Linked DNA regions of Hordeum vulgare: region 1 is linked to region 2. A link is a contact called in public Hi-C data. All regions are on one chromosome and are shown on one strand. The core of a region is the stretch at or near the end of the contact, and the rest is flanking DNA. Distances in the headings are between cores, read along the strand shown.

Region 1 (7,810 bases), core at 213-2,712, 480 kb before region 2:
TTGCTTCTGTATCAGTTGGTTTACGGCGCTGCTGAGGAGCTTTCATGGTTTTGTGATATTCGTCTGCAGTGGTAGCAATCAGGTTCAATATTGATCCAGCCCTAGAAAACTCCGACCTTTCCTGCAGGTAATAAATTGTGGAACCGGTTATCGAGTCTATCTCTAGACTTCAATTTATAATGACTCTTCTCAACTTGATAAAGCGCAAATAAAAGATATGTTTCAGATCAGAAAAATGGTGAGTACCAGACTAGATTCAAATGCTACGAAATAAGAATGTTTTAATTTGATTTAGCAAGAATTCTTTTAATTGCACTTGATAATGAATATGTGATGAATGAGCACAAAATTGCAAACAAAAGAGAAAAAGGTCACTGTCTTATGTATTTACACCAACAAAAGGATAATATTCGTTCCAGTTAGGGTTCAAAACATTTGTTTCAGTTTAATAATAACTTTCAGGTCACCATTCAACAAGTTCAGCATTGTATTTGCAATAAACCAAGCAACTGATCCCTAATTGTGATTGCTACAAACCACACAGTTATGCATCAGGAAGATATGCATATGCCCCCCCCCAGGTGGCGGCAGATCTCAACCGACGAATTCGTTCACGCTCGAACCAGGGGAGAATTGAGGACGAGTTCATCCACGGTGAAACTAGGGGCGAATTGCGGATACATATCAATGCATAAATCGCCCTCTCATCTACATGAACAGGAGCGTCATTATCTGAAACAGGGGGAAAGTGAATATGATGTTACTACCCATCATCCCCTTAAACCGCCTCCTGAATCCAGCCCTTAATCCGCTCAAACCCTAGCGTCAATCCCCATCCATCAGTTAACCTAGGGTTTCCACGCTCAGACCCGAGTACCAGAGAAATCAAGTCAGAATCGCGGAAGGGGATAAGAAGGCTTACCCTGCCTTGGCGCCGCACTGGAATGGAGGGCTGCGACTCCAGGTGCCGTCCCCTTCGTGCCTGCGACTCGAAGAAGAGAGAGTTAGGGGCAGAGGATCAAGCACGGGTTCGAGAACGGAACCGCAACACCTAATCCACGAATCCTACGCCGCTCCTGACATTTCAGAACCCATCAAAGCCACGCGAATTTTACCCTACCCAACCACACCAGGCAACCCGAGGGGGCGTACCTGAGCTCGAAACCCTAGATCTCGGCGGCCGCGACGCCCGGAGCCGCGAAACCCTAGCTCCGGCTACGGATCCGCCGGCGGCGAGCCGGCCTCGGGGCCGGGGACGAAAGCCAAGCGCGGAGCCGAGGGGCGCGGATATCGGGCGCTCGCCGGAGTCGACCTGGGCTCCGGGCGGCGGGACGATCCCCTTGGCCTCGCGGGGGCGTGGAGGGGAGCGCGTGGAAGGCGGGAGGAGGAGCAGGGGAAGGGGGAGGAGCCGAGGGACCGCGAAATATTTCGTGGCAAGTTTTGCCGCCTCTTGTCCTGGCGCGCTCGGCCAAGTCCAAGTGCTCCTGAGTTTTTGTGCTGGGGTTGGGTTTTTTTTCTTTCTTTCTTTTTTGACGAGGGATATAGTACGGTGGGCCAATCCTGTTCGGCCCGTTTGTCGCTTGTTAACGAGCAAGCGCCTACTCCTCAGCTGTCAGCTCCCGGAAAATCCTATTCGCCCCTTGTATATGAAACGGTGTCGGGGCTTCGCATAAAACGAAAGGGAGATCGAGTTTAAATGCGCTGGCACAGTGTCCGATTCTGGGAACCTTCTATATGTTTCAGCCGTTTTTTTTTCGGTTTGGAAAACTTTTAGAAGGTTTTCCGAACCGTTTTTTTATTATTTTATTCTTCTCTGTTTCATTTTTTTATTTTATTTTTCTGTTTCAAAAAATGTTTTGGATTAAAAAAACAATTTTCGATTTTCAAAAAAAGTTCTTGATTTTCAAAAGTGTGTTCTGTATTTTTTCAAAATTGTACTTGGTTTCAAATTTTATTCTTAACATTCATTTTTTTCTTGGTTTCAAAATTTGTTTTCAAGATTCAGAAAATGTCTGTGTCTTCAAAAATTGTTCAAGCTTCCAAATGTATTTAGGTTTTATTAAAATGGTTTTCCGTTTCAAATTTTTGTTCTCCAGACTAAAAAAATGTTCATGTTTTTAAAAAATTGTTCCAGCTTCCAAATTAGTTCAAAAAAATTCAAATTTGTTCTTGTTGTCAAAAGTTGTTCTCAAGATTCAAAGACTGTTCGTGTTTTAAAAAGTTGTTTGTGCTTCCAAATTTGTTTGGAGTTTTTTAAAATTGTTCTCCCTTTCAAAATTTTGTTCTCAAGATTCAAAAAATGTGCGTCATTTAAAAAATTGCTCAAGCTTCCAAATTTGTTCACGAATTTTCAAAATTTGTTCTCCAGATTCAAAAAATGTTCATGTTTTAAAAATTGTTCGAGCTTCAAAATTTGGTCGGGGTTTTTAAAATTGTTCTCCGTTTCAAAATTTTGTTCTCAAGATTTAAAAAATGTGCATGCTTTAAAAAATTGTTTGAGCTTCCAAAATTGTTCAGGATTTTTAAAATTTCTTCTCAAAATTCAAAAACATCATGCTTTAAAAAATTTATTTGTGCTTCCAAATTTATTTGGGATTTTAACAAATTTGTTCTCAAGGTTCAAAAAATGTTCATACTTTAAAAATTGTTCGCACTTCCAAATTTGTTCAAAATTTTTTAAAAATGTTCTCAATTCATAAATTTGTTCTCAAAATTCAAAAAGGGTTTGTGCTTTAAAAATTTGTTCATGCTTTCAAATTTGTTTGGGGATTCTCAAAGTTGTTCTTCTTTTCAAAATTTTGTTCCCAAAATTCAGAAAATATTCGTGCTTTGAAAATTTATTCACGCTTCCAAATTCGTTCACGATTTTTCCAAATTGTTTTGCAAATTCAAAAAATATTTTGCTTCAAATATAAAAAAAGGAAATAAAAAACGAACAAAAATTGGAAATAAACAGAAAAGGAAAAAGGTAAAAAAAACTTGACAGGCCCAGTCGGCATGCCTGCCCTGTGCTGCGCAGGAGTCCCTGCCGCAATGAGCGGCAGGTAGGAGCTCCCTCCGCTCCCGCTACTAGCTCATATCCGGTTTCGAACCTTCCTGCACCGGACTCTATCTTTGTTTGTGTGTGTTTTTTAATTTGGGATTTTATGATTTCGATCTTCCTTCCTTTTATTCATTTAAATATTTTAATTTATTATTTATTTCCTTTCTTTTTTCATTTAGCGTTTATTTTAAAAGTTAGAAATATTTTCATATTTGGTGAACATATTTTCTATTTCTTTAAATTTTTCCTAAATCATTTTTTTACCTTTTACCTTTTTTAAAAATTCATGAAAACAATTTTAAATTTGCGAATATTTGTTCAAAATCATGAACATTTTTTTGTTCAACAATATTATGTTTGCAAGCTGCATAAAAAAATCCCGGCCCAACAACAAAAAAGATGGCCCGTTTTCATACACGTATTTTTTTTCTATGCCACGTATGAAAGTATATTGTTCTGAAAATTTTCATGAACGAGATATATATGTATTTGTGTATGTATAAAAAAATCAAACTTTTGCCATGTAGAAATAAGTTTTCTTTTAATGTCCTCCATGGAGCTCATCCACCGTTTGCACTTTGCGGTCCCGGTACGATGTGTTTGTACTAGTAGAGTCATGTTGTGATCTGAGGCTGGTTGAATGGCGTGTTGAGCTTTGAGGTGGTGGTGCAGGCCGATGCGAGGTGCACACTTCATGTTGACTGTGAAAGTTGTCTCACAAAATCCCACCTGGCCTAGAGGTTTCGGGTCTGTTTCTCTTGATAACAATGACAAGAATTTCATGCCTCTATCATGTATTAAAAATGAATGTGGGTGCTTAATTGTTAGTGTACTGATTCCCACCATACTTCTGAGGTGCACCCCTCTCACTAATGCAACTATAATTATGTAGTTCTTCATGTGGTCGTAATTGATCACCTTGTCACTCTTGTTGACAATGTTCAATTGGGCCACACCAACAACACTTTGTGTCGGCTACGTGAAGATTGTGGTCCCACGGATTCGACTTACGTGAGTCGCGGCATCCCTGACGATGCGCAAACACGAGCTAGCTGCATGTGTACCCAAAGGCATGCCCCTTTCGAGGTGGCATGCAGATCTTTGTCAAGATACAAGGTTATGGAAACCTACCAGCAAAAATTGGTGTGGCTGCCTCATAATTGCCGTGCAATCCAAGAATAATTGCGCTCTAGCCGACTACAACATCTATAAGTGATCCATGCTACCACTCTGCCTCCTGAATATGGTGGTATGCAGATCTTTGTCAAGACTCACCCTCAAGCAGGGACGGAGTCAGTATAGGAGCGTTGGGTTCAATTGAACCCAACGATTTGTCCTGTCCAAGTATCCCTATACACGTACGAATGTGCATGAACCCAATAAAAAATATGTGTTTAACCCATCAACTTTACGCAAGGCTGAGTGAGAAGCCCAAAAGCCCACAAACGAATCATATCCATGCTAGCCTGCTAGGCCTATTCCTGTCTTTCTTCCCATATTCCTCTCATTTTCCTGTGCATCCTCTGTGTCCTACAACAACATATGGCAGCCGGCGGCTGATACATCTCCAACGTATCTATAATTTTTTATAGTTCCATGCTATTATCTTGTCAAACTTTGGATGTTTTGTATGCCTTTTATATCTTTTTTGGGACTAACTTATTAACTCAGTGCCAAGTGCGAGTTCATGTTTTTTCCGTGTTTTTGACCCTTTTCAGAGGAGGATTTTAAACGGTGTCCAAACGGAATAAAACTTCCGAAAAGATTTTTTCTGGAACAGAAGATACACGCTAGACTTGAGAACCAAGGCAGGGGCCAGCAGGGGACCCCACAAGCCCCCTAGGCGCGACCAGGGGGCCGCGCCTAGCAGGCTTGTGGGCCCCCTGTGGCACGTCTGCCATACCTCTTCCGCCTATAAATTCAGAAAAAATCCAAAACTGCGCGAGAGATCCACAAAAATACTTTTCCGCCGCCGCAAGCTTCTGTCTCCGCAAGATCCCATGTGGGGCACGTTCTCGTGACCTCTCCAATGATGCGTGAGTAGTTCACCATAGACCTTCAGGTCCATAGCTAGTAGCTAGATGGTTTCTTCTCTCTCTTGGATCTTCAATACAAACTTCTCCATGATCTTCATGGAGATCTATCCGATATAATCTTCTTTTGTGGTGTGTTTGTCGAGATCCGATGAATTGTGGATTTATGATCAGATTATCTATGAATCTTATTTGAGTTTCTTCTGATCTCTTATATGCATGATTTCATATCCTTGTAATTCTCTTCGCGTTGTGGGTTTTGTTTTGCCAACTTGATCTATGATTCTTGCAATGGGAGAAGTGCTTGGTTTTGGGTTCATACCGTGCGGTGACCTCACCCAGTGACAGAAGGGATAGCGAGGCACGCATCGTGTTGTTGCCATCAAGGGTAAAAAGATGGGGTTTTCATCATTGGTTTGAGTTTATCCCTCTACATCATGTCATCTTGCTTAAGGCGTTACTCTGTTCGTCATGAACTCAATACACTAGATGCATGCTGGATAGCGGTCGATGTGTGGAGTAATAGTAGTAGATGCAGAAAGTATCGGTCTACTTGTCTCGAACGTGATGCGTATATGTATGATCATTGCCTTAGATATCGTCATGACTTTGCGCGGTTCTATCAATTGCTCGACGGTAATTTGTTCACCCACCGTAATATTTGCTATTTTGAGAGAAGCCTCTAGTGAACACTATGGCCCCCGGGTCTACTTCACACCATATTTTCAGCCTTACTCTTTTACTTCGTTGCCCTTTTCGCCTTCAGATCTCACTTTGCAATCAATCTTGAAGGGATTGACAACCCCTTTATAGCGTTGGGTGCAAGCTCTTTTGTGTTTGCGCAGGTACTCTGGACTTGACGCGATTCTCCTACTGGATTGATACCTTGGTTCTCAAACTGAGGGAAATACTTACTGCTCGTGTGTTGCATCACTCTTTCCTATTCAAGGGAAAAACCAACGCAAGCTCAAGAGGCAGCAGAAGGATTTCTCGCGCCGTTGCCGGGAAGGATCAAGTCAAGAACTCATCCAAGTAAGTGCCGCAAACTCATCTCTTTCATTTACTTTTTTGCCTCTCGTTTTCCTCTCCCCCACTTATGAAAAACTAAAATTTACAAAAATATTTGCTCTTGTCATTTGCCTTTTTCCTTCGCCCTTTTCTCTCGCTTGTTTTCTGTTCGCTTGTGTGTTTGCTTGCTTGCTGAAGTTACCATGACCGAAAACACCAAACTTTGTGATTTCTCGAATACTAATAATAATGACTTTATTAGTACTCCGTTTGCTCCCGCCACTAGTGCGGAATCATACGAAATCAATGCTGCTTTGCTGAATCTTGTTATGAAAGAGCAATTCTCCGGCTTTCCTAGTGAAGATGTCGCATCCCATCTTAATACCTTCATTGAGCTTTGCGATATGCAAAAGAAGAAATATGTGGATAATGATGTGATTAAATTGAAGCTTTTTCCGTTCTCGTTGCGAGATCGAGCAAAAACATGGTTTTCGTCTTTGTCCAAAAATAGCATTGATTCTTGGAACAAGTGCAAAGATGCTTATATATCCAAGTATTTTCCGCCGGCTAAGATTATCTCTCTCCGTAATGATATCATGAATTTTAAGCAACTTGATAATGAGCATGTTGCATAATCTTGGGAGAGAATGAAATTGATGATTAGAAATTGTCCCGCTCATGGCTTGAGTCTTTGGATGATTATACAAATCTTCTACGCTGGCTTGAATTTCGCTTCTAGAAATATCTTGGCCTCCGCCTGAGGTGGAACGTTCATGGAAATCACGTTAGGAGAAGCCACAAAACTCCTAGACAATATCATGACGAACTACTCTCAGTGGCACACTGAAAGGTCACCTACTAGTAAGAAGGTACATGCTATAGAAGAAATTAACTCGTTGAGTGCTAAGATGGATGAGTTAATGAATTTGGTTGCTAGTAGAAGTGCTCCTTTAGATCCTGATGATATGCCCTTGTCTTCTTTGATTGAGAGTAGCAACGCTAGCTTGGACGTTAATTTTGTTGGTAGGAATATTTTTGGCAACAACAATGCTTTTAGAGGAAACTATGTTCCTAGGCCTTTTCCTAGTAACCCCTCTAATAACTTTGGCAACTCCTACAACAACACTCATGGAAATTACAATAGATTACCCTCTGATCTAGAGAGTAATATCAAAGAGTTTATCAACTCACAAAAGATTTTGAATGCGTCCATAGAGGAAAAACTACTCAAAATTGACGATTTGGCTAGGAGCGTTGATAGAATGTCTAGTGATATTGATGCTTTGAAAGTTAGATGTGCTCCTCCCAAGATCAATATGGATGAAACTTTGAAATCTATGCGTGTTTCCATGAGTGAGAGCAAAGAAATAACCGCTCAAATTCGTGCTAGACATGAATGGCTTAAAAGAGCATGTTCTTGTGATAAGAATCACGAAGATCTTAAAGTGCTTGGTGTGAGTCCCATTGAATCTTTGTTTTCTTGTGTCAAACCTAATGATGATGGGGCTGGATATGAATCCACTTTGGTTGAAAAACGCCCCAATGATTCGGAGTCCATCTATCTTGATGCTAAAAGCATTGAAAGTGGAGTAGAAGATATTAAAACCTTGAGTAGTAATGAAATTACTACTTTGGATTTCAAGGAATTCAATTATGATAGTTGCTCCTTGATTGAATGCATTTCCTTGATGCAATCCATGCTAAACTCTCCACACGCTTATAGCCA
Region 2 (7,142 bases), core at 2,629-5,128:
TTAATTTTTGTAGAAATTATTCGCAATTTCAAAACATGATATTACTTTCATTTTTGTTCCTTTTTTGAAAAATGCTTGAGAATCCCCAAAATGTTTAAATTTTCATGAAATGTTTGAGGTTTTAGACATATATTTCTAGGAATTTAGGTCGCTAGTGACCTGCTTCAGTTGTAGGAGGTCCTTCGTTCAATCCCTCACTTGTACTTTAGTTTTGGTTTTTTGCAAAGGTTTAAGTTTTTAACGTTGTAGTTTCGTTCTTTTAGCATTGTGCTAAAATTTCAACACAAACGGCAATTGATTGTAGCGGTTGGCCTATCTTGCACGTCGCTACGAAGTCACGAGATCGAGTCCCAACACTAGTGATGCTTTTATTTCAAGTGTTTTCCACCTTGAGAATGCGCGAACGCAAAATTGGTCGGCTGAGGTGAGCTACGCCCTGTGTGAAACGTCGACATTTTGACACAAAGAGCGTCACATAGGAGCTCCCCCTTACCAGTGACAGCTAGGCCAACTGTCGCCCACACGCGCAGGTCCTGGTCGACCCGGCTATAGCTGGTTGATAGGTGGACCAGTTGATGCTTGACTTTTAAAAATATTATTCAATAAAGGGTAAACATGTTTTTTACACAAAACTGGAAAACTTTCATTGCTTCTAAAATACTCCCTCTGTCCGGAATTACTTGTCGTAAAAATGAATAGAAATGGATGTATCGCAAACTAAAATGCATCTAGATACATCCATTCCTACGAAGAGTATTTCCAGACGGAGGGAATAGTTCATAAATTTCAATAAAAAATCACGTACATGGAAAAGTTGAAAATTTAGAAAGTTCATTGATTTTGAAAAAACACATTTTTGCATAAAGTTCATGGGTTTTATTTTTTATTGTAAAATTTGTAAACAGTTCATGGATTTATTTTAAAAGTCTGCAAATTTAGAAAAATAATCATGGATTTTGTAAACAAAATAACAATAACTGAAAAAGTTCACGGATATGGAAATGCCGATGCATTTGCAAAAGGGTCAACCATTGAGAAAGAACATTCACAGACTTTTAAACTATTCATGGGATTAAAAGAAGTTCATAATTTGAAATAGTTCATGAATGCGGAAAATTTCACAAAATGTTGATCTAGAAATTTGGAAAAAGGTCTTGAGATTTGGAAAACATATTTCAGATTTTAGGAAGGTTCATGAATTTTTTAAATATATTCCAGATGGTTTGTCAATCTTGTGAGGGAAAAACTAAACGATGCAGGAAGTAGTCGCGGAAGACTTTGCAAACGAGAAAAAAAATGCCGCGTGCTAGGCGCCATCCGGATGTAGTAACGAAAATTGCACCCGCTTCCTCTATCGTTTGATTCATTATAATCAGAACAGTACAATCCGCACGATCAAGTCAACTCAAAAGCATCAACTCCCCATCAACAAAACACGCTAAGCACAGAGCGGGTGAGTTTGCTTCGCTCTCTTCACGCGACATCTCCGATGTTGACGTCTGACGCATCACCGTTGACCTCCACAGTGTCGCCCCTCCATGCTTCTATCACGTAGCACCACCCACCCGACTTACAGCGCCCGCACCTCGCAGCATCACCAGATGTTGCAACTATTCCTTTGTTGGATGGGCACACAAGCTACAGTGCTCATCGACCGACGACAAGGTCCCGTGGGTTGCACCATCATTATACCATCACCGTCACTTGTCGTCGTTGCAACATGGTTGTTGCATCCGCTCCGTTCGCACCAATGTCGTGGACCTCGCATCATCGACTTCCAACGCGCCTGGGCCTCGCTGCATCAACGGATGATGCAGCCATGTCGTGCCTGTCCACCGGCGGCGAGGTCGCACCGTTGCAGCAACACTGTCGTCATTATGGTTGCAACAACTTCCCAGTAATTCCTTGCAGCACCGACGACACCTCATGATTGCTCCCTGGCATCGGCGATATCGAGCACATTGCAGCACCAGCGAATGCTGCAGCCACGAACAAGAGGATGGCGGGGGGTTGTGCTGCTGAACTTTACTTCCAGCAACTGTGGATGCAGTAGTAGCAATGGAGTGGGAGCACGATGGTTGGAGCACACAAAGTAGTGTGGCACACAACATCGTTGATAGCTTCATTGCAATGGATGTTACGGGCAAGACAACAATCTCACGGCGGCCCGAGCTGTCGGAATTGAGGGAGAAGCTCCTAAGATCCAAAAAAAAGGCTAGAGAAAGGTGGGAAACAAACTTATGTGATTAGAGGAAAAGTAAAAAAAGAATGAGTGGTTGCAGCGATCAAGGTAAGGCTGGGGAGGGAGATGCGATGGGGAGCCCAACTGGGACCACAGGACACGTGGCAGGTGGCTGGCGCGCGAATGTCTGCATCCATATGAAAACCAATCACTTTCCAAAAAAATTGTTACATGGATGAGTTCAAGGTGGAGAGGGGGTGCGGGGCATGCGCGAGCTTTCCCAAACACGTATAACTCGCGCTTAAAGCGTTGGATGGGGTTTTGGCCAAACACGCCCCTTAGAAATTCCTTAATAAAATCCCATATAAACAAACATGTCCACGACTTAGCGTCACCAGGTCCAGAGCGCAAGAGCTACATCTGGCTTCACGCGGATGGAACAACACTCGGTGATGCGTCCGCAGTAATGGACCGGCCCATTAGCTTCCACGCGAAACAACATAAATGTAGGTAAAAGGGGAGAACCAGGACCAAACCCGAGCTTCCTTTGTGGTGAGATACCTCTGCTAGCTAGTGAGGCACATTGTCTTTGTGGAAAACTAGACGACACAACCAACTTGAGGTAAAATATCAATTTTCCATAGTTTTTTCATTTTTTGTTATTTGTTTTTTCATGGATTTTTTCTTTTTTCTTTTCTTTTACTTTTTTTTTCTATTTCTTTCTCGATTTTAACTGTGTTTTTTCTTTTCTTTTCCTTCCTTTTTCTCTGTTTTCTTCAGTTTTTTCATTTCTTCTTCATTTTCATTGTTTCTTTATTTCCTTGTCATTTTCAATATTTGCATTCTTTTTTTCGGTTTTTTCTTTCGGTTTGCAGTACACATTTAACATTTTTTGCATATAATATGAAATATTTTTTGTATACATGTTTACCATTTTTCTAAATACACGATTAATATTTTATGGAATCTTATATCTTTTGGATGTCTATTTTTTCTTGTAAATGTTGTACTTTTTTGGTATATATCAGATACATTCTTCTAATACATGTTTACCATTTGCAAATACAAGTTTAACTTTTTTGAAACACATGATCAACATTTTTTTCATACACATTTTCTTACATTTCGGAATGCTTGATTAGCATTTTGAATACAAGAATTTTTAATAGATGGTTAACATTTTTCCTATACACATATACCATTTATTTTTATATTCTTAATTAATATTTTCAAGGAAAATATTAACATTTTTAATACATGACTAATAATTTTGTACACACAATTTACATTCTCCAAATGCTTGATTAATATTTTTCATATGCAATGTTGACATTTTTTAATACATGATAAACAATGTTTATATAGACATTTAACCTTTTTCAAATGCTTGATCAACATTTTTCAAATACTTGTTGATTTTAGTAGAACTCTTGATTAACAGCTTTTAAAATACATTAAACCTTTTTCGAATTCATGATTAAAAACATTCAGAACATTATGTAATGTATATTTTTTAATATATATATTCATAATTTTGGAAGTGTAAATAAAAAGAATATAAAAAGTAAAAAGAAGAAGAAGAAGAAGAAAAGAGTGCTGTGGACTCCAGCGATACCTAGGCTAGTCCATCTCGCGCTGCCCTTCGTCTCGCTATAAGCGAGACATAGGGGCGCCCGGTCCAGGGAGCCTGCGAAGTCGTGGACCACCACCATACGTGACACCATCGCACTGCCATCAGACGCTTCCTCTCGTCCTCCATCTCCAGTTCTCCACCTTCGCCTTCGCCTTCGCCTCCGCCTCTGCTCCGGGGAGAGCTTCCAGAAGGTTCTCCACCCCGTACCCCGGCCATCTTCCGGATGGAGGCGGCGCGTCACGCGGGGAAGAAGCGGGCTCCGGAGGACGATGCGGAGGCGGAGGTGCACCACACGTTCCGGGGCGCCGCCAACGCGCTCTCGCAGCTCTACGCGCAGGCCGTCGCCAACCAGAAGGCCTCCTTCATCGCCGGCGAGCGCCACGCCATGGTCCGCAACTCACCCCCCCCCCCCCCCCCCCCTCTCCGTTTCCCGTCGGTTGCCCGTTTGATCGGTTGACGCGTCGTGTGATCCTGCCTTGGCCGAGTTCTTGGCTCCGGTCAATGGCCAGTTACGCGGGGATTAGTGGGTGATAGGGCCCCGCCTCGAGTTCTTTGTGATTCCTGGTGGTCTACGATTGAGAATTTTGCTTCTTTTGCCGAATCTGGTCGAGAATTCTTGGTGTGGTGCTGGGATTTGGGGGCTTCTTGGGTGGAGCGTGTCACCTGTTCGTAGAAATTTGGTGTGCGGCGAGAAAACGAGATAATCAACAAGAAAAATGCACGGTTTGGTACTTCGCCAAGACGGTGATGTACTGTTGGGGAGCTGAAGAGAATAGGAGAATGAACAGCTACAGCATATTACAGAGTGTATCAACAGCGTCAGTTGGGCGTGCCATCCGGTGATCTCTCTGGACTAAGGGCTGCTTGGGTTGGCGCTGCTAATAGGGCTACGATTCTTTGGATGTCGCGGCACGTTTCGGGGAAGTGTGGTGGTAATGTTAGTTTTCAAGTGGGTTAAGAGACTAGTGCAGAGCCCAAAGCTCAACACGGTGCGCACAATCAGTTCTAAAGAGTGAAGGGTTTGCAATGTTCTGCATACATAATCATATATGCAATTTGGGTTTCACAAACCTTTTGATGACAGGGACCAGTTTAGTGTTCTGAGTGGTAAATTAGGTCTTTGTCTGAGCGTTATGTAAGTTGTAGGTGGAATCTGTTGAGATAATCACTTCGTGTTCTTCAATCTAGCAGCACATACTGTCAGCTAATAATTTGCTCAATTGATCCAACCTTGCCTTGGATTTTTGGCAGGAGTGTGCCCATCTATGGATATCTGGTCAGCATGAAGAAGCATTGGGAGTGTCTGTTGCTGATGTACTTGCTTACTTGCAGGTCATATGAATAACTTGCCTCTTTTTGTACTGAAATATCAACTTGTTTCAACCAATTCTCTGAATATGTTTAAACCCAGGTAACATATTAATCCAATGCCCTGTGTCGGATGCAAAATGTAGCATATCTGCGTCGGATGCAAAATGTAGCATATGTGTGTTAACTAGGAGAATTGGCATCTCTTTTTGGTTCAAAGTAAGATATACAAACATCACAAAATCATTCATTTTCCTATTGAAATGCTAAAGCTGCTGGTACCAATACAGGAATTAACTTGTGGCCTTGCTCAAAAGATGATATTTCCACCTTTCTTTTCTTTAGCTCTTGCTATTGTTATGTTAATATCTGGCCCAAGTCCTTGATGCTTCTCTTCTTTACACAGAATGAGATTGAGAGCAGAGGAGGCATGGCAGGGTCTTCCCAACATCTAACTCCACAGCCAGCATGTGGTCTTCCTTCTGCAAATGTCCAAACCAACTACTTCTCATTTGGAAATGTGGCGGCTGCACTTGACTCTCAGTTGTGCCAAACAGACCAAACAAGAACCACAAGCATCTCAAATGCTTTCAGCAGTCCTTCGCAGCAAAATTCCCATTCAAATCATGTGGTTCAGTGTTCAGGACATGGCCCTGTAAACTCCCCGCCAAGTGGAAGCGGAGCTTGGAACGGCCATTCTCCCCAGAACCAGGACTCCGTGCATCGGAACTCATACGAACCCTCCATGGATATGAACCATGATGCTCCTTAGAGTTGTGAATCACCATATGAAAGGTGGCGACAGCGCCTGTCAGTTTATTGGAGCCTCCAGTATCTGATCCTTATTCGCTGGAGAAGTGCCATGAACTAGATGGTTCCCCTCCAGAACTCTCTTGGCTTCGTCTGTCTCTTGGTGCAAAGCTCCTGCCCTGTGACCATTCTGCTCTCTCTTCTGGCACCATGTACATAACAGCTTGAAACTATCCTTCTGGTCTTTGCCGTTGATTGCGGATTGCGGTCACCTGCTTTCTAGGTTGCTGAATGGAAGCTGTGAACATGCAGGCTGTCTTGGCATAATCGTGCCTGCATTACCAGTTCTTTTCTGGTCATTATTACCAGAAGAGAGACCATGCTCTGATCAACAAGGATCATTGTGGTGTTGTTGCATATTTGTGTTACTGATATGGCTGCTATGTATGTTCTATATGCACCTCTATAAGATGCAGCGGCGCAGAAAGAGATAGAACCTTGTTTCGCCCGTTTGTTTTTGTTGGTTGAGTGTCTACACCTTGTAGATGTTACACAGAAAGCCTGTGTCTGTAACCTGAATAAGCACCGAAATAATATACAGTTGACTATGGTTGTCAAGTTTTTTCTAAGAATACGCTAATGACATACCATATCTTTATAGAAGAAAGCAAAGATATTTATAAGAGGGTTGCACCGGATGCAAACATCCGAGCAAAGAACGCACACCATAGCCTACTCTCACACAAGCCGGTGGAGACCTCCTACTTCAACACCTGCATCCTTCCAATCAGCAATCTCTCTGAGAATCTGGTTCTGGAGCTGAACAGGAGTTCTGACTTTGTTTTTCAAAGACGATCAGGCGTTCTAACTTGGTGCACTCTATTGAAGACGCGCACATTTCTTTGCTTCCAGAGGGACTACAGGCTGTAGCAATGATAAAGGAGTCAAAGCCACGCTTGTCCACCTTGCTGAAATTAGTTCTAGAGCGAAGCCATCAGGAGATGAACGTATCTTGCCTCCTAGGGCATTGCACATTGGGGTCCCCTACGTCTGACCTTCAGCGAGAGGAGAGGAACCCCGCGCTGAAGGGGGGACCTAGATGGGCAGGCTATAACCTCTCTTTTTTTACGTTTTCTATTTCCTTCTTTTGCATTTTTTACTTTTGTTTATACTTTAAAATATTCTAAATGTATATATTATAAAAAACACTCTATTGAAATATTTTAAAAATGCTGAACAAGTATTCGAAGACTGTTGAATAAGTATATG

What was found. Hi-C and Micro-C count contacts between places; a contact is called where the count stands out from the background.
Region 1: a contact with region 2 is called in a Hi-C map of seedling, with 6 times the contacts expected there. The contact joins the promoter of LOC123442961 here to the promoter of LOC123439510 in region 2. A contact is called at or near these places in 2 of 6 Hi-C or Micro-C datasets (leaf and seedling).

What each region holds. Positions count from the first base shown.
Region 1 is chr3H:57,591,693-57,599,502 of MorexV3_pseudomolecules_assembly, reverse strand. It overlaps LOC123442961 (TSL-kinase interacting protein 1-like), which reads right to left and starts at 1,462. Exons shown (of 9, transcript XM_045119157.1): 1 at 1,153-1,462; 2 at 923-982; 3 at 1-121. The coding sequence starts at 46.
Region 2 is chr3H:57,110,447-57,117,588 of MorexV3_pseudomolecules_assembly, reverse strand. LOC123439510 reads left to right here and starts at 3,878. Exons shown (of 3, transcript XM_045116223.1): 1 at 3,878-4,203; 2 at 5,067-5,147; 3 at 5,530-6,505. The coding sequence starts at 4,039. The coding sequence ends at 5,895.